Linked DNA regions of Drosophila melanogaster: region 1 is linked to region 2. Evidence: chromatin contacts called from public Hi-C data. All regions are on one chromosome and are shown on one strand. Each heading gives the region's core, a stretch centred on a gene start, on an enhancer-like site or on the middle of the called end of the contact. The rest is flanking DNA. Distances are from core to core; before and after follow the strand shown. Region 1 holds the start of MED26 (Mediator complex subunit 26). Region 2 holds the start of ND-49 (NADH dehydrogenase (ubiquinone) 49 kDa subunit).

Region 1 (3,664 bases), core at 87-2,586, 220 kb before region 2:
AAGTCGAATTGCGAATCAGATGATGATGTTATGTTGCCAATAGAGTTCGATTCGATAATATATCAGCCTTTCGTTGAAAAAAAAGAAATACAGCAACAAGAATACTCTGTATCATTTTCCAAAATCGTGCAAGACAATGAGAGGTACTTTGACCAAAATATAGATAACTTTTTGTGCAATGATGTACCCATTGAATTAACTTCCAGTAGATATTTTGTTGGATATATTGCTAAGGGATCCAGTTGCGATAAATGCAGATCGGTAATTTTAAAAGAAACCGAGCATTTAACAGCTCCATCAGAGCTTTTTATACATGAGAAAAACTACTCAATAGAATCGGACTTCGGGAAATTAAGGGCACCATCTGATTTATTTTTTAATATTTACAAAATACACATTAAAGCTTTCGAAAATATTTTTAAAAATAATAAAAAACAAATGTGTATAAAAAAATTTATTGTTGAGCAATGCATTAAGTGCACAAATGAAAGTAGTGCCTTCCCATTATGGTTTTATGAAAATAATGAATGTTATGCACATAGAACAGATCTTTTAAACAAACTTATAAAAGTTTTGCTTTTTAAGCATTGTAAGTGGACTGTGATAGCTGATAGACAAAAAAAGCAAGCTAAGCTCAGCATTCTATCTCATGAATAAAAAAAATGAGCGTTATTTAAATAACTGACGACTGAAAAATCGAGCAATATATAATAAAAAACAATAGTTAGAAAAATAACTTAATTGGGGAATATGGAAATGTTTTAATGTTAAACATTAAAATATTTCAAGTCGACTCGAAGGTCATATACGTAAATATAAGACCCCATTACAATTGTAATGGCCTCCCCGTAGTGTTCCCTGGGTACCGACTATTACACATATTACACATAAATAATTATCAACATAAATATAAATATGTAAACGGTAGCTAATTCGAGCGGCGATTTTAACAAACGAATTTAAAAAGCTTTAAAATTAAAAAATTTTAAAATTAAAATTAAAATTTTAAAATTATAATAAGAAGGGCGCGAATTTTTAAAAATTATTTTATTTCATCATATTGCTACGAAATTGGCAAAAAACTACCCTAATATGTACAATGTAAATTCATTTCTTTGATCAGAATTGATTTCGGCCCGAAAATCGTCTTCTAGCACAACACCCACACATATACGCGTTCCCGTCTCTTGTTTTTACTCACACAAGCAAGCAAATTCTATTTTTAGATTTCTTATGTTCTCAGCGTGAGCGAGCGGAAAGAGAGCAATTTTGGCCGTCACCAAAAAAGTGGCTGCATAGTGCCAAACCAATGTATGGCCGTTACGCATCTTGTTATTCTAGTGTCTTTGGTATGGCCGTTACGCATCTTGTTATTTATATGGCTTTGAATAGACCATGTGCAGTGTGATTAATGTGGGGGTATGTATTAAAAACGACATATAATATAAGTATATTTATGTATGTGCAAAAGGAATATATCAGGATATTTCGGTAAGAGCGACAAACCAGCCAAGTGTGAATTTATGAAGTTGATGCATCTATATTTTTGCAAATCTCAAGTTTATATGCAGAAGAGTCACTGTCGTTATATTTGAATTTTGCTCACTAGCGGAGATGATTAAATTTTTTATTATTGTACTGAAATACAAAAATGTTTTTTAAACTTAATTAGCATTTTAAGTAATAATAGTTTTTCTCCGGTATTCTAACGTTACCAGTGTGAACGGATCGGACAAGCATTCTTCCTAATTTAGTACTACTAACCGTTTATATTCCAATTACACTATATATATGGACACAGTCAGTTTTGGTTTTTGTCAAACACGGAAACACAGTATAAGCATGGGGTAGCTCAGTTCTTAGACGGGAAGGTCAATAAAATCTCTTCTGCTCGAGGTTCAGAATAAGAATAATATTATAGAACATATTAAAAAAAAAGCCGCTGTGGTAAAATGTGAATATAAAAAATTAAACATATTCTTTTTCTGTTGCTTATTAAATGTAAAATATATTCTTATATACAAAAGGCTTCCAAAGGTTTTGCAATAAGAAAAAAATATATACTCGATTTTGGTGCTGAAGGATAGTACTATAGTTTACTTTTTTTCAATTGTGAGATGATCCCTTAACCCAAGTTATGGGGTTTGGTAATTGTAAGCCATTTGTTTGTTTTTTGTTTTTGAAGAACACCGAGAGCATTTGTTTTGTACAAATCCTATATATACACACTTTTTTCAAATATTTCGCATTGAAATGAAAGAGTTTAAGAATCTTTATATATCCTTAACAAAAAAAAAACGGCATTGCTAGTCCGAATAAAATAAGTTAAGGGTAAAAAAACAAACAATATTTTAATATTCTCCATATTAAGTAAAGCGGGTAACTGGACGGAGAATCTACGAAATCGTTTTATATTTTACAAAATATATAGGACAACGGGAAAATATCCAAACCACAAAGCAACAAAACCTTCATTTTCTGGTCTGGTATATTTGACCCTTTTTTCATTTTGAGATTCACGCATTTAGCCCAAAAATGGACGTTTACTTTATATAATACTCCTATAGGTTTTCATGTCACATATAATACAATTCCTCTTCAATTCTGTTTGATAGCAGTATGATCAGGCCTTCCTGTTAAAAGAAATTCACGTGAAAGTATATCGATAATAATTGTTAAATACTTATCGATTTTCTGCCACCCTTGAAGTGCAGCTGTCATTGGTAAAAATGGCGAATTGTAATAAAGTCGGGAAGTCAACCATAAATTATTAATTTTCCTTATTTTGGACAAATACAAATTTTCATATTCAAGGAAGTGCGCTCAGGAAGCACAGACTTTACATTCGAAGTGTGCATATTTGTAAGCATAACGATTGAGCAATACACGTTTTGTATTGGTATGAGTGTTTCACAGACACGCTACTAACTCGGGTATTAAAATTTTTGAACTTCTGGGTCTTTAAACTTTACTTAATAGCAATTTTACGGCTATTTATAATAGTATTTATTTTGCAACAACGTGAAGTGAATACACTATAACTTTTTACTTTCTACCTACTACTTACTTTTCTATTACTTTCCTTATTTTTCTAACTTGGACAGTATTTGCATTTCGCCGTCCCTTGAATCTGGATCAGGGCAATATTTACGCACCGCAAGATATAAATGAACCAAATCGAAATACAGGAACTTACTACTCACCTATCCCAGGCACTTGATCAAAACTACGATGTAAGAAAACGTATTACCTTATCAACAAATCAGTTAATGTAAAGATCTTTTCAGGTCGTCAATATGGACGCAGTTCTCTGTGTCATATGTGCATTGGAGGGTACAACTATCACCAAGGAGCAGTTGGAGGCCACCAGATTGGCTAAGTACATAAATCAGCTCAGAAGAAGGACTAAGAATGAACATTTGGCTCGACGTGCAAAATCCTTGCTGAAAAAGTGGCGGGAAATGGTAGGAATTCAGCAAACAGCCACTGAAAATTTGGCACATCCCAGTCAAATTTCATCTTCACAACCAGCATTAGATTTGGTTAAGTCCCCTATCACCAGCTTTATTACAGAACCAATTGCTCCTTCGCAGCAAATAGTTTCAGATTTGCATTCAAATATCGACTCTGCGGAGCCTCCGCTTTCGGGTGAACATACCCTACT
Region 2 (3,685 bases), core at 626-3,125:
CCTTTAAAAGATTTCTTATAAATGAGTAAATTATATGTAGTGCGTTATAAAGTCAGGTGCAATTTAATTTTTGATGACAATAGTTAAATAATACAACTTTTGTGCATATATATCACTATATAAATATATATGCATATATAGGAACAATCCGAAAAAATTAAATTGAAAAGGCCGTTAAATTATTGTTTCTTTTTCATCTGTGATTTAGGTCTAGTATTCTTTTTAACGTAGACTTAGTTTTCACCTCTTCAAGATTAAATTTTGATACTGAAAATGAAATTGATATAATACCTAGGGTTCTTAGAAAATTTAACCCGACTTTTTTAGAGCGGAATTATACTTTTCAATTTATCTCGTCAAAAAGTTTACTAGGCAGTTAAAAAAGAAACAATACTTTAACGGCATTCTTTTTCGACCCGTATATGTATATGAACTACAAAATAAAAGGATTTCAACCTTCAATTCGAAGGTCGTTTGGCAAACGGAAAGAAAGACAAAAAATATATCGACATGGCTGTGTAAACTGATCAAGAATATGTGTTCTTCTATTGACATTTCCTCCTTTACTTCGTTGACAATCCTGACTGAAATTAGTTTACCCATTGCAAAATCTAACTACATATTATATCTACTCATTCTAAGCTTTGAGATCATTACGCGTTAACATTTTAATGTAACAGTAGCATATTATGCGTATTTATATTTTTATGTAAAGTTTATACAAGTTGATCTTTAAAACAAACAGCCTAAGACTGAGGGATCCTGTTTGCGCCGCGTTCGGCGGCAGTCGGCGAAATAAGCAGCTGTTAATGCTGATCAACAATATTTATATGTTGACTACCGCCACCTGACAGATTACGAGATTTTTAAAAGTACTTCGCTTTAACTTTGGAAACCGCCTAATTGATTTGATTCGACCCTGATTGATCAAAAATACTTATTTAACAGGCCGGCAAACCAATTATCAATTTAAGTGGGATACTACATTTTAATACATGTATGGTACATTTTCTATACAAACAGGGTTGGTAATGGCTTGGCGAAATATTAATATATTTTTTAACATTCATAGTCATAAACAATCAACATGGCATAAGATCAACAATATATAGCGGATCTGCAGTTCTTGACATTCAATTTATAACGGAACAATCAATATATTTCTTAAAAATTGTATGTTTAAGTGATAAAACATCCCAACAGCATTATACAATTACATATGTATGTATACACCAAAAGACATTTCTGTATACATACACAGTGACGACACACTCTCCGAGGAGACAGAAGAAACTCTATATATACACAAACATCTTACTCTCGGGGAAACATTCTTATTCGATACGATTAACAATCCGGTACAAATATGTTGGTATAACATAGTTGACATATAAAAACACAAAATATACATATATGCCCATAACACCGTCTTCCTTTTTTGGTACATCTTTTTCAAAATTACATTTTCACATGATTAAAAATTGTTCCAAACAGGTTTTTGTCTGAAGAGAAATACTCGAAAACAGCTCATTTAAATTAGTTTTTTCTACACTTGGACTACATACAAGAATTATTTATATAAATACTGTAGAGCTAGAGCTATAAAAAAAACTTGTTTAGAGCTGGAACAAAAAACGATGTTTACTTTAACTTTCGATGTATAAAGAAACTTAAGGGCATCGATAATTTTACAAATCAATCGATAGCGATTTTTTTCCAAAGGCCCGTATAATCTTATAATATAAGTCAAATGGTTTGGTTTTTTTTTTTTTTTTTGAATTTAACATATGCGAATTTCTACTATAAGTAATATTCACAGTAAAAACCATACCATATTGATAGGAAACTGTCTTATAAAGATTTTATTTGACATTTGTTGTAGCAGAACCATTATGTAAGTTCCTAGTAAATTTTTTAGCTAGGCTTAAGCACTATTTTATGTTTTAAGAATAATTTTATAATTATTAAAATTTATCTATTACCCGTGTCGAACCTATTTTGATTGGTGTAAGAAGTTTGAAACCCAGTGAAAGAGTTAAGAATTTGAAGTAAATATATATATGGTCAGTATCAAGAGCCGAGTCAGCACTACCGTCTGTCCGATCATCCGTTTTTACGTTACTATCTCTTAGCACCGGTTCTTGACTGCATAAAATTTTTGTTCAAGTTAAAAGAGTTTTCATAATTTTGTTTTCTTAAGTTTAGTCATCGGACGAAAAGTCCAGAAATCAATTGTTAATTAAAGAATTTAAATAGTTTCGTTGTTTTTAGTCATTAAATGTCCACATTCGCTCTGCTGAGATACTGCTAAGATATATAAGTTTAGCCTTGCAGAAGCTATCATTATTATCTCTAGTAATTATATTTTTATAGTGCTCCATTAACGCAAAATTCGCTTCATTGGGATGATGTAAAATTCAGGTCTTCGAAAAATTAATTGCAATTATTGTTTATAACATTATATAAAGATAAATAAAAACTTGGGTAAACGAGCAGGATGACAAAGTGTGTAATATATATAAGGGAATTTATGTGTTTTGCACTTCATTTTCATGAAGCAACAACCTGCGATATATTATTGGTGTAAATAGTATATAAGCTGTACGAGATTCGGTGTTTAAAGTAATTTTCGATATTTTTTGGATAGAATTCCGATTGCGGATAACTATTTGGTTGTATTAGATTCCTGAATTGTTACTAAAGAAACATAAATAGAGGAATTTGACTATCAGGATGGCCAATATAATGAGAAGAACGTTGATTCCTGGACTTTCACACTTGAGGCTGCGGCCACAACTTGTTGCAGCTGGATCGGCCGCGTTAACGTAAATAGTAAATGCTTACATAATTCGAATATATCATTTATATTTGTCCAATTGGAAACTCGTTGTTTAGTTCTCAGGAGACGCGACGGGGAGCAGCCAAGTGGTATCCAGACCCTGAGTTCATGAAGCAGTTTAGCGGCCCGGTGATGTATCCAGACGAGGTCACATCACTTTGGACAGTGCCACCATGGAACAGTTAGTTGGTAACCCAATATTAAACTGACCCTTGAACTAATCGCTTGACTTACCTCCTCTACTAGGCAAAGTAACGCCTGTCGAAAAGTCGGTGCGTAATCTGACCTTGAACTTCGGCCCACAACATCCCGCCGCCCACGGAGTCCTTCGTCTTGTGCTGGAGCTGGATGGAGAGGTTTAAGCTGTTAATCGACCACAGGTCTTGTGTAAATTAAAACCTCTGTTATTGCAGACCGTTATGCGTGCCGATCCGCATATTGGGCTGCTGCACCGTGGGACCGAAAAGCTCATAGAGTACAAGACATACACCCAGGCATTGCCGTATTTTGACCGGCTGGACTACGTCTCGATGATGTGCAACGAGCAATGCTACTCTCTGGCTGTAGAAAAACTCCTTAATATTGATGTGCCTCTCCGTGCTAAGTACATTCGAAGTAAGAATACAAAGTAATTTTCTCTTGCTCTTGACTTTGTAGTCATTAAGAAGATTTCAATAGTTTCGCTTTTTTAATATATGTATATATATATTATAATTTAGCATTGTCACCATCGCCATAAATCTTACGCAACAAAATCTTTTTAAAAGTTCTATTTAATTTTTGATTACCAAAAAAAAAATATTTTAAATTTGGGTTTGATTATTAAAATTATTTTAATCTAAAATT

The links. A called contact is a pair of places that touch in the nucleus more often than the background predicts.
Region 1: a contact with region 2 is called in a Hi-C map of the Kc167 cell line, with 5 times the contacts expected there. The contact joins the promoter of MED26 here to the promoter of ND-49 in region 2. A contact is called at or near these places in 27 of 107 Hi-C or Micro-C datasets (the Clone 8 cell line, the Kc167 cell line, the ML-DmBG3-c2 cell line and 9 more) and 1 of 6 datasets of contacts at active chromatin or transcription factors (the Kc167 cell line).

Annotation. Positions count from the first base shown.
Region 1 is chr4:786,650-790,313 of dm6, reverse strand. MED26 (Mediator complex subunit 26) reads left to right here and starts at 1,336. Exons shown (of 6, transcript NM_166791.2): 1 at 1,336-1,419; 2 at 3,105-3,233; 3 at 3,288-3,664. The coding sequence starts at 3,168.
Region 2 is chr4:569,744-573,428 of dm6, reverse strand. It overlaps ND-49 (NADH dehydrogenase (ubiquinone) 49 kDa subunit), which reads left to right and starts at 1,875. Exons shown (of 7, transcript NM_001272135.1): 1 at 1,875-1,894; 2 at 2,648-2,825; 3 at 2,896-3,020; 4 at 3,086-3,195; 5 at 3,253-3,454. The coding sequence starts at 2,734. Ephrin (ephrin,) reads right to left here and starts at 1,674. Exons shown (of 5, transcript NM_166771.2): 1 at 1,258-1,674.